Regions from separate parts of the Mus musculus genome. Here all the other regions are linked to region 1. The links are chromatin contacts, called in public HiChIP or PLAC-seq maps. All regions are on one chromosome and are shown on one strand. The core of a region is the stretch at or near the end of the contact, and the rest is flanking DNA. Distances in the headings are between cores, read along the strand shown.

Region 1 (3,089 bases), core at 463-2,962:
GGTTCAGTTGACTCTGCTTAGGAGGCGAATGCATTCTGGGGAATGTTTCTCGCGGTGAAGAGACACCGTGACCAAGGCAACCCATAAAGGGAAGCACTTGACCGGGAGCTGGCTCACAGTGTGTTAGATGGTTAGTCTGTAACCATTGTGATGGGGAGCGTGGTGGTACACAGACAGGCATGGTGCTGGAGAGGCAGCTGAGCCCCCATACATAACCACAGGACACAGGAAGGGAGAGGGGGTGAGAGAGACAGAGACAGAGAGAAACAGACAGAGACAGACAAACGGATTGGCTTGTGCTTTTGAAACCTCAAAGCCCATCCCACTGACATACTTCCTTCAGTAAGGCCCCACCTCCTGATCCTTTCCTCTGACACTTTGAGCGTCATCTCTCAGACTGAAGAGCAGCATCTAACACTAATCCCTCAGAATGCATTTGAGCTCCTGTAAGGTTTTCTTTGTCGTGCGTGTCTGGTATGTGTGCTTATATATGTTTGCCTGTACCTGTGCACATGTGCACCTGAGGCTGATGTTGAGAGTCTTCCTTACGTGTTAAGGGTGTGGTCTCTTGGTTGAACCAGGGGCTCTCAGATACAACTAGCCTATGTTAGCCAGGAATCCTGTTTCCACCTTCCTCCAGTGCACTGGAATCACAAATGGCCGCCATGCCCACCCAGCCTCTTGGGGTCTGGGCTCTGTCTTCACACCTGCCGCTTGCATGGAAGGTGCTTTAGCCACCCGGCCAGCTCCCGACCCGCCTCTCATGTTATCAGGATGAAGTGTTCTGAGCTGTGCTGTGCTCTGTGAGTGTGTGCTGTCTGCTAAGAGAACATCCCAGTTGATAGCGGTGCAGTTGGGAGTCCCCGCTTCCTGAGCAGCTGGGAGGAGATGATACTAACCAATGAGCGCGCATCCTCACGTCACGTGGGAGTTTGAGCGCACCAGCACAGTTTGTGGCCAGTTAGAGCACAGCTCAGAGCCCCCTGAGGAGCTTGTTAAACACGGGTGGCTGAGCCCCAGGCCCAGAGTTTCTGATTCTGTGGATCTGGATCTAAGCAGATGTGAAGAACTTACATCTCTCTAACGAGTCCCCTGGTGAGTCTGGTGCCTCTGGGCCTGTGGCCACACCTTTGGAACCGGTTGCTTAGCTCACCTGGTTGAAGGAATCAAAGATGCAGATTTGACTAGGTACCGCCCTGTTGAGGAAGCCACTGGCTCTAGGGGGCGCTAAAGGATGGAGGATGGGTGCTCATTAACTCAACTCTCCTCCACTGCCTAAAAGTAGCAAAAAAAAAAAAAAAAAAGTTAGCAGGCAAGTTCATTCATTTATTCATTCATTCACTCATATCTCTAACCTCCTTTTCCTTCCAACATTACTTTCTTCCCCTCCTTCTTCTGAAAGAGGATCTCATTTAGCCTAGGCTATCTCATAGTCCTACTGCCCCCGCCCCTAAATGCTGGGTTTACAAGTGTTTTCCTGGGGAGACAGGAGCAAATGTCTATTTAGCTCATATATAATTTTTATTTCATTTATTTGTTTGATTGATTGTTGTTCCTTCGGGACGCTAATACTTGAATTCAGCAGACTCTGATGACACAGCCCCAGCTCTCCGAGTGACCCCTTTCCATTCCTGTCTGTATCCTAAATATCAAGGATAAATGAGGGGGGTTCACCGTCGTCATTGTCATCGTCGTCGTGCGTGCACCTGTGCACCGTTGCTGTGGTTACTGAAAGGATACTGTCTGTTTGTTGTTGTAGTCAGTGAGATCGAGCGAAGGGATCCCCCGCTCGGAAGAAAGTAACGTGAAAGACTCCAGCTGCCAAGTAAGTGACCGTGAACTCAGCCTGCGGGCAGGTTCAGCCTCGCGACCTGGAAGTTCATATCCACTTGTGAAACATTGCCTGGTTAAGCACCCACTGTATACCCAGCAGTATTGGGCTCTACAGACATGGTATGGGGCGAGTCCTCAGCGCTTCTCTCTCCATGTAGAAAGTTTCTTCCCAGACTTCCAGTGTTAGCAGAAATGTCACCTCCTCAAAGAGCTCCTGTGCCCCGCGGTCATCCCTGTCATAGAGTTTGCTCCCTTCTTGGTGCTGTAACAATTCTCATGTCTCTCCTGATCCTTCCCACCCATGTCTGGAACATTGTAGAGCAAGCAGGTGCTTCTAGGTTTCTCTCATCTTCTGTGGTGTCTGGCACAGAGACTTATTAGATCAACAATGCTCATCTCCTTGCTTTCTTTACTATTGACAAACAGAACGCTTGACATCTGTGCAGGTGCCTTCCTTTAAAAATGAGACCATGGGCTGGGTGGTGGCCCGCAGCCCTCTTCGTACAGGGTTTGCCTCACACATGGGAAGCCCTGGGCTCCATCCTGGCACTGCATAGAACCAGGCATGGTAGCACACGCCTGCAATCCCAGCACTTAGGAGGCAGAGGGAGGAAAATTAGCTGTTCAACATCATTACTAACCCCCTATTTTATAATACAGCACTCTTTTAATTTAAATAGATACTTCCATAAAAAATATCAGAGCTCTTTTGTTAACTTTAATAATACAAAGAAGTGCTTAAAAGCCTGTGTTTTAGACTCAAAGGGACTGGGTCTGATCCTGGCTTAAAGGGTTTTTCTGTTTGCTTGTTTTTATGGATTTTTTTGCTATAGTTGTTTGGAAAGATTGCCAATCTCCCAGTCCCTCAGTTCCCTTACCTAGGAGGATGTAGGGGACGCAGACTCCATAGAGCAAGCGTCCTGCCTAGATGAATCAGTACTGGGCAAGCACTAGGAACACTCCTGGTGTGGAGGCTCAATAAACAATTTAATGTCAGGGTAGGCTGCCAGAGCGAAACGCCATACAGTGAGTGACTCAAACCACAGGAATTTCTCTCACACGTTTCTGTTGGCTGGAAAGGCTACAAGCAAAGTATTGGCGAGGTTCTCTCCCTTGCATGCAAATGGCTGCCTTCCACCTTGCAGGGGAAACGGGAGGAAAGAGGAGGAACGAGGGAAGAAGAGTGCCCCCTGGTGTCTCTTCCTAGAATGACGCTAAGCCTATGAAATCAGCTCCATCTGTAGGACCTCATTTAA
Region 2 (2,968 bases), core at 370-2,869, 1.3 Mb after region 1:
GGTTCACAAGGCTGGGTGCCTGGGCAGTCTCAACCTTGTTCTGAAGGCCTGGAGGATGCCAGCAAAGGCCCCTGTCTTCAGTCCATGTCGGAAGCCTGAAGGAGCTGCAGTCTCCTGTGAGGAAAGGACATGTCTTTCATGAACTTCCACTTTCCACACAGCCTGCTAACTTCTATCTATTAGGTGTTGGTTGGGTGGCTTTGGTTGGTTGGTTGGTTGGTTGGTTGGTTGGTTGGTTGGTTGGTTGGTTTTGGTTGGTTGGTTGGTTGGTTTTGGTTGGTTGGTTGGTTTTGGTTGGTTGGTTGGTTTTGGTTGGTTGGTTGGTTTTGGTTGGTTGGTTGGTTTTGGTTGGTTGGTTGGTTGGTGGTGGTAGTGGTTGTTGTTTTGTCTTTGGTTTTTCAAGACAGGGTTTCTCTGTGTAGCCCAGGCTATATTGGAACTTGATCTGTAGACCAGGCTGTCCTTGAACTCACACAGATCCACCAGCCTCTGCCTCCTGAGTGCTGGAATTAAAGGTGTGGGCCACAACCACCTGGCTTCTGTTTTAAAATACCATTTCTTCCCTTATTGCATTTACCAAATAGTTTTTCTTCCACATTCACAAATAGGAACTGAGACATAGCCAAGCCACCATTCATATTTATTGAGAAAGTCTAGTTTCCAGTTGAGAACCATCTTCCCCATCCCTTGAGGGCCCTCTACTTCAGCCTCCATAGCTCCTGTCATTTTGTTGCGTCTGGAGTTGTTCTTCTGGCTGTTGTTAGTTTCACCGGCATGTTTATATCTACGAGATCAGAAGTGGAAATTACATAAAATCTGAGGCCAGTTAAATAACCCCAATATCGTTCTAATATACCATTCAGTCGTAGTAACCAACTGCCCCATAAGGGCGTGTTAAGAATCAGCAAACTGGCAGAGCCATGAATAAACCAGTTTCTGCAGGTTTCAGTCACTGCTGTATTTCCATGGCCCAGCACATGACTAACGACTCAGAGAATAAACATTGCGGAGTGGTGGGAAGGAGGAACTAGAAAGCTGCCTGGTGCGTGCAATCACAGACTCCCTGGAACCCACGGGAGGAGTCAGTGCTGCTCAGAGGCATGCATGCTGTGGAGACTTACTGGAGAACACAAGAAGGGAAAGCCTAGAAGATTCTCTCCCCCAAGGGTTCTGGAGAAGTTCTAACCATGTTCACTCTGGAAACACTTCCGTGAGTCACCAGTTTTTCGGGATAAAGGAAATTCAATCTGGATTGAGGGCAAAGAATGCCTTCTACGGCCAAGATGGGAGGTGTTTCCTGAAGAGCAAACAAATGTCCCGGACCTTCCTACTGCTGTGGTAGACAGATAGGAAGAGGAAATGGGGGCAGGGCATGCTGGAGTTCAAGGGTAGGGCCCTGCATTGCCTGTGTAAAACCCTGGATTCTATCCAGTATCAAATAAAACTGGGGGAGGGTACTGCCTTGTGATCCCAGCACTTGGGAGAGAGAGAAAAGAGGACCGGGGGTTCACAATTATCCTTGGCTACATTGGAGGTCAGCCTGGGCTACATGAGATCCTGCCTCAACAGACAGAGCGGGAGCACAGTGGAGATACTGAGCCGGCAACAGGATGGGGTCAAAGTTCATGCAGCGTCTGCTTCCCCTCTCCAACAGGGACACCATCGCCCTCCCTCAAGATCCTATAAACAAGTGAGAGAAGCGCACCTTGGTCAGCAGCATTGACGTTTACTCTGTCTTTCTATAAGAAGAAAGAAAAAAAAAAAAAGAAACAAAAAAACTTTTCAAAGTACCTGATCGTACTGATCTATAAGGAAATTAAAACGTCGCTCCCTCTAGGCAAAGTCATATTCAAATTTTTAAAAAAAATGGGCTTTTTCTTCTCTGTGTTTGTGTGCCAACTTTGGGGGTCATCCCTCAGATGCCTTCCCCCTTTGGCTTGAGAAGTAGCCTCTCACGGACCTATAATTCTCCATGTAAGCTAGGCAGGCAGCCAGGGAAGCCCAGGGGTCCTTCTGCCTCTGCCTCCCCAGTGCTGGGATTGCAAGCATGCACCACCATGCCTGGTTTTTCACATGGGTTCTGAGGATGGAAGTCTAGTCCTTGTGCTTGCAAGGCAAATATTTCACCAAATGAACCATGGCCTCAGACACCGCCAACCCCTGGCCCACCCCCACCCCCACTCCCCCACCCACCCACCCCACCCACCCCACCCCCCCACCCCCGTCACCAGTCTCCAGCCCCACCTACGCCTCCCCCATCCCTCCCCTGCCTCTCCCACACACCACCACCACCCCACCCGCCCCCGCATATTTTAATTGGAGTAGACTCTGGCTTACAGTCTTTTGGCCTCTGGCATCAGCCTCGGTTCACGGTAGGGTCACGTCCTCAGCACCCCCACCACAACCCCGCCTCTGCCACTGAAGCTCAGGTCTGAAGGCAGAAATTCTCTCCAATAACATCTCCTTTGACTTGGAGGATGTAACTCAAAATCACATCGGGTGGAGTTTTTTAAGTCTGGAACTAGGAAACCCGGGGTCACAGCAGCAGTGTCCCAGCCTCCTTCCACCCTGTCATTTCTCCATATAATTTTCCTTCCCATGACCATCAAGTGGTCCAAAACTGTTGCTGGAAGTACCCGCTGCCATCAGGTATCATACGATCCGGAAGAATGGAAGGAGAGAGGCATAGAGTCGGCTCCTTTTAAATATATTCCCACATAATTAAACAAAAACTTAGATTCACAGCCCCAGTGTGCTGCAAAGGACTCTGGGAGGACTTGCTACACTGGGGGCTGTTTTGTGGTACTGAATAACTGAAGGTCAAGTCTAGGGAATACGGGGAGGGGCGGTTTCAGGTAAGGAAATTATCGGTTCTCCCACTCACTCCAGTATGGCTTATGCCCAGTTTTAATTTGTCTTTCTCTGCCTCTCTTTAAGTGCTAAGAAAAATAATGAGATATCTAAAGTT
Region 3 (3,137 bases), core at 396-2,895, 1.6 Mb after region 1:
TGGGTCTACCTATATGCACATACTGAGCTCTGTGTGCCATGGCACATATGGTGTGGTTGTGGTGGTGGTGGTGGTGGTGTGTGTGTGTGTGTGTGTGTGTGTGTGTGCGCGCGCGCGCGCGCGAGTGTACGTGTGTCTTGATGCTGCGGACAAAACCTAGGACCTGGCCCTGTTGCACCATTTTAGAAATGAAGAGGAAGAAGTAAGCCAGCCAGCTCAGCTGGTAGAAGAATAGTGTTTTCCCTCAAAAATACTTCTGATGCCTCCTTCCTTGGGGAATGTCTTTGGAATCTCAGTCACTTTTGTTATTTGTTTGGTATCCTTTCTCGATAGAGAAAATACTATAAAAGATAGGGACCCTGGCAGAAAACATCAGCAGAAACTGCCCCTCATAGTTCAGCATCGTTTATGGTAGTTACACGGTGTTACATCTTGAGGGACTTGACATACATACTCATTTTAAAAAAGATTTGTGTATTTTACTTTTTTTTTTTTTTTTTGCATATGTTTGAATCATATGCATGCAATACCAACGATGGCCACAAGAGGGCATCATTTCCCCTGGAGCTGGACTACCGACATTGATCAGCTAGCACAAGGGTGCTGGAAATCGAACCCAGGTCCTCTACAAGTGCAGCTGGTGAACATAACCAATGAACCATCTCTCTAGCCCTCTATATGCTGGTCGATTGATTATTTATTTAGAGACATCGTTTCTCTGTATATCCCTGGCTCATCAAGGCTCTGTAGACCAGGTTGGCCTTGAACTCAGCCTGCCTCTACCTCCCAAGTGCTGAGATCAAAGGCATACACCACCAAACTCAGCTCCTATGTGCTGGTTTTAAGGTTTGTTTTCATTATTCTTTTAAGTAGCATATGCCTGCGTGGGTGTATGCCACGTCAGCGCAGGTGCCCTCTCCGACCCCTTGGGGCTGAAGCTGCAGGTGTGTCAAGCAATGGTGGCTGCTTTTTAAATGCTGAGCTGTTCTCTGGCGCCCAGAGTGTTTTCATTTTCACAATATCCTTTTTGAGATAGAGAGAGACAGACTGACTGATACAGCCTTTGCATGCGATCACTGTGTCTGGGTGAAGGCTGCTGTGACTCTGTTATTATGATTTAGGAATGCAGCTGGAGAGAGGGGTGGGATTGATGCCACAGGGTGTGTGGGGGTCCGAAAACCTGCCCACCTTCTCCCCCCAACCCCGGCCCGAAACTCGGGGGACCCCAGCGCGAGGCGCAGGTTGCAGCAGAGGAGGCAGGCTGTGCGCGCGAGTGGCCGCGGCGTGGAGGTGGGGTGAGCAGGGCGGGGTGAGTGCGCGCCGCTCGGAGCGAGCAGGAGAGAATGCCCGGGGTGGGGTGAGTGCGGCGGGACGCGCGCTCGCGCTCGCGCGCACGGACACGGCGGGGGGCGCGTGGCCGGGGGGAGGCGCGCGTGGGGGGCGCGCGGCGCGGGCGGGGACACTGCGGCGGCCCCGGGCGGCGGGCGGGCGCGCGCGTGGGCGCAGCGCGGAGCGGGGCCCATGGTGCGGCCGTGTCCGTCGGTCGGGCCGCGCGGGCGGCTCCGCGCGTGGCCCGGCGCTCGCGACCTCGCCCCTGCGCTGCGGGCCCGGCCCGCCCGCTGCCGGCGCCTTCTCCCCCTGCCCCGGGGCGGCGCGGAGGCCGCGGGGAGCGCAGGGGGCGCGGCGGGCGGCGACATGACGGACAGCATCCCGCTGCAGCCCGTGCGCCACAAGAAGCGGGTGGACAGTAGGCCGCGCGCGGGGTGAGTGGCCGGGCCGTGGGCAGGGAGGAGGGGACACCTGCCGCGGCCCCCGGGAGTCCGTCCTGGCAGGCGGGGGACCCCGCCAGGGGCTGGGGGCGGGGGCAGGCTCGATCCCCTGGGGACAGAGGTCGAGCTGGAGAGAATGCAGAGTCCCAGGCCGCGCCTCCAGCCGCCAATCGGAGCCCCTGGGGGTGGGACCTGGGAGGTGCGTTTCTAGGGCCGCGCAGGTAAGGCGCTGCGGCTGGGCGGGGCCTGCGGCGCCGTCTCTCCGGTTCCCTGTAGCTCGGCCGTGGGACGCCGGAGCTGGGTGGGGCTGCTGAGCAGGTATCAGTGTAGGAAGGAGAGATGCCAGCTGCCATCTTGTGGGCTCTTTGTGCCTGGCTTCCCCGAGGCCTCAGTTCGGAGGCTCTACTCAATTCTACCGAGTGGGAAACGGAAACGGAAAGCCTGGGGGTGGGGGCGGGGGCGGGAAGGTACTGGAACACGGTTCCCACATTTCCTGCTCCACACTTCCTGCGGGTGGTGTTTGTTGGCTTTTTAAATTGTTTTGGGGTTTGATGGTGCTAGGGACCAAACCCGGTCCTCCAGCCTGTTAACCATTCTACCACTGAGCTACACGCCCCCCCCCCATCCCCCAGAATATAAGTTTTTATGAAGACACTTCGTCAGAGCTCTGTGTGGAACCCTACCCCAACCCCTGCAATAAACACTTTAATTAGTAAGATAAGTAGACTGTAATGTGCCGCGGTTGATTCGTGTCTCCTTGTTAAATGCAGGGACTGTGCCAGGTGATTCTTAGGAAAAACCTGACTTAAACAAGGTCTGCCTAATAGGTGTGCAGGTGTAGGAGTTTACCTGGGGAACTTGAAGCCCACCCCTGACCTCATTTTAGACTATGAAATGAGAATCTGGGGTCTCGACGGTGGCCTCTGTGCTCACAGATTCACCCACCTGCTGAATTTTGAAATGTGAAGAATGGAAATGACCTGTATCCTGATGGTGCCAGCTTGCCCTCCGTGGTCCCGGGCGATCCTTTATGTAGTTACCTGGTATTGGGCGCGGTACACAAACAATGGGGGAGGCACTGCGCGATGCTTGCGGGCTTCTTTGAGGGTTCTGAGGTCCTGTGCAAGGGATGGAGGCTGTGTGTGAGTCTTTGTTTCTTTCCCAGAGTTGGGGGTTGGGCTCAGACAAGAGTTGTGAAACGCTTGGCTGTATCCTCAGCTGCTTCTGCCTTTTATTTAAGTTGGGGGTCTCACTGAAATTCTTCTCCTGGCTCTGAATGTTCTCTGAGCACAGGAGAGACTTACTTGGGACACTCCTGCCTCAGCCACCTTGGTAGATTAGGTGGGATGGCATCCCGTGCCACTTGGC

The links. HiChIP or PLAC-seq counts read pairs in DNA pulled down with a chosen protein or histone mark.
Region 2: an H3K27ac HiChIP or PLAC-seq map of embryonic stem cells shows a contact between it and region 1, with 7 times the contacts expected there. The contact joins the enhancer-like site here to the promoter of Bcas1os2 in region 1. A contact is called at or near these places in 8 of 39 promoter capture datasets (the 3T3-L1 cell line, the HPC-7 cell line, embryonic stem cells and 4 more), 1 of 115 datasets of contacts at active chromatin or transcription factors (embryonic stem cells) and 1 of 9 other capture datasets (embryonic stem cells).
Region 3: a contact with region 1 is called in an H3K4me3 HiChIP or PLAC-seq map of embryonic forebrain, with 4 times the contacts expected there. The contact joins the promoter of Atp9a here to the promoter of Bcas1os2 in region 1. A contact is called at or near these places in 2 of 39 promoter capture datasets (hippocampal neurons and pre-B cells) and 2 of 115 datasets of contacts at active chromatin or transcription factors (embryonic forebrain and large pre-B cells).

What each region holds. Positions count from the first base shown.
Region 1 is chr2:170,354,984-170,358,072 of GRCm38.p6, reverse strand. Bcas1os2 (breast carcinoma amplified sequence 1, opposite strand 2) reads right to left here and starts at 1,712. Exons shown (of 8, transcript NR_040610.1): 1 at 1,675-1,712; 2 at 1,154-1,275. Bcas1 (breast carcinoma amplified sequence 1) reads left to right here. Exons shown (of 13, transcript NM_029815.2): 11 at 1,760-1,825.
Region 2 is chr2:169,100,117-169,103,084 of GRCm38.p6, reverse strand. No RefSeq gene overlaps it. Among named protein-coding and RNA genes, the nearest start is that of Gm52536, 22 kb to the right of the region's middle. Within about 2 kb of position 1,619, at least 4 of the 459 cell types and tissues checked have an H3K27ac peak or open chromatin away from gene starts, as enhancers often do. A contact at or near this core is called in embryonic stem cells, where this site is marked.
Region 3 is chr2:168,740,308-168,743,444 of GRCm38.p6, reverse strand. It overlaps Atp9a (ATPase, class II, type 9A), which reads left to right and starts at 1,645. Exons shown (of 28, transcript NM_015731.3): 1 at 1,645-1,763. The coding sequence starts at 1,696.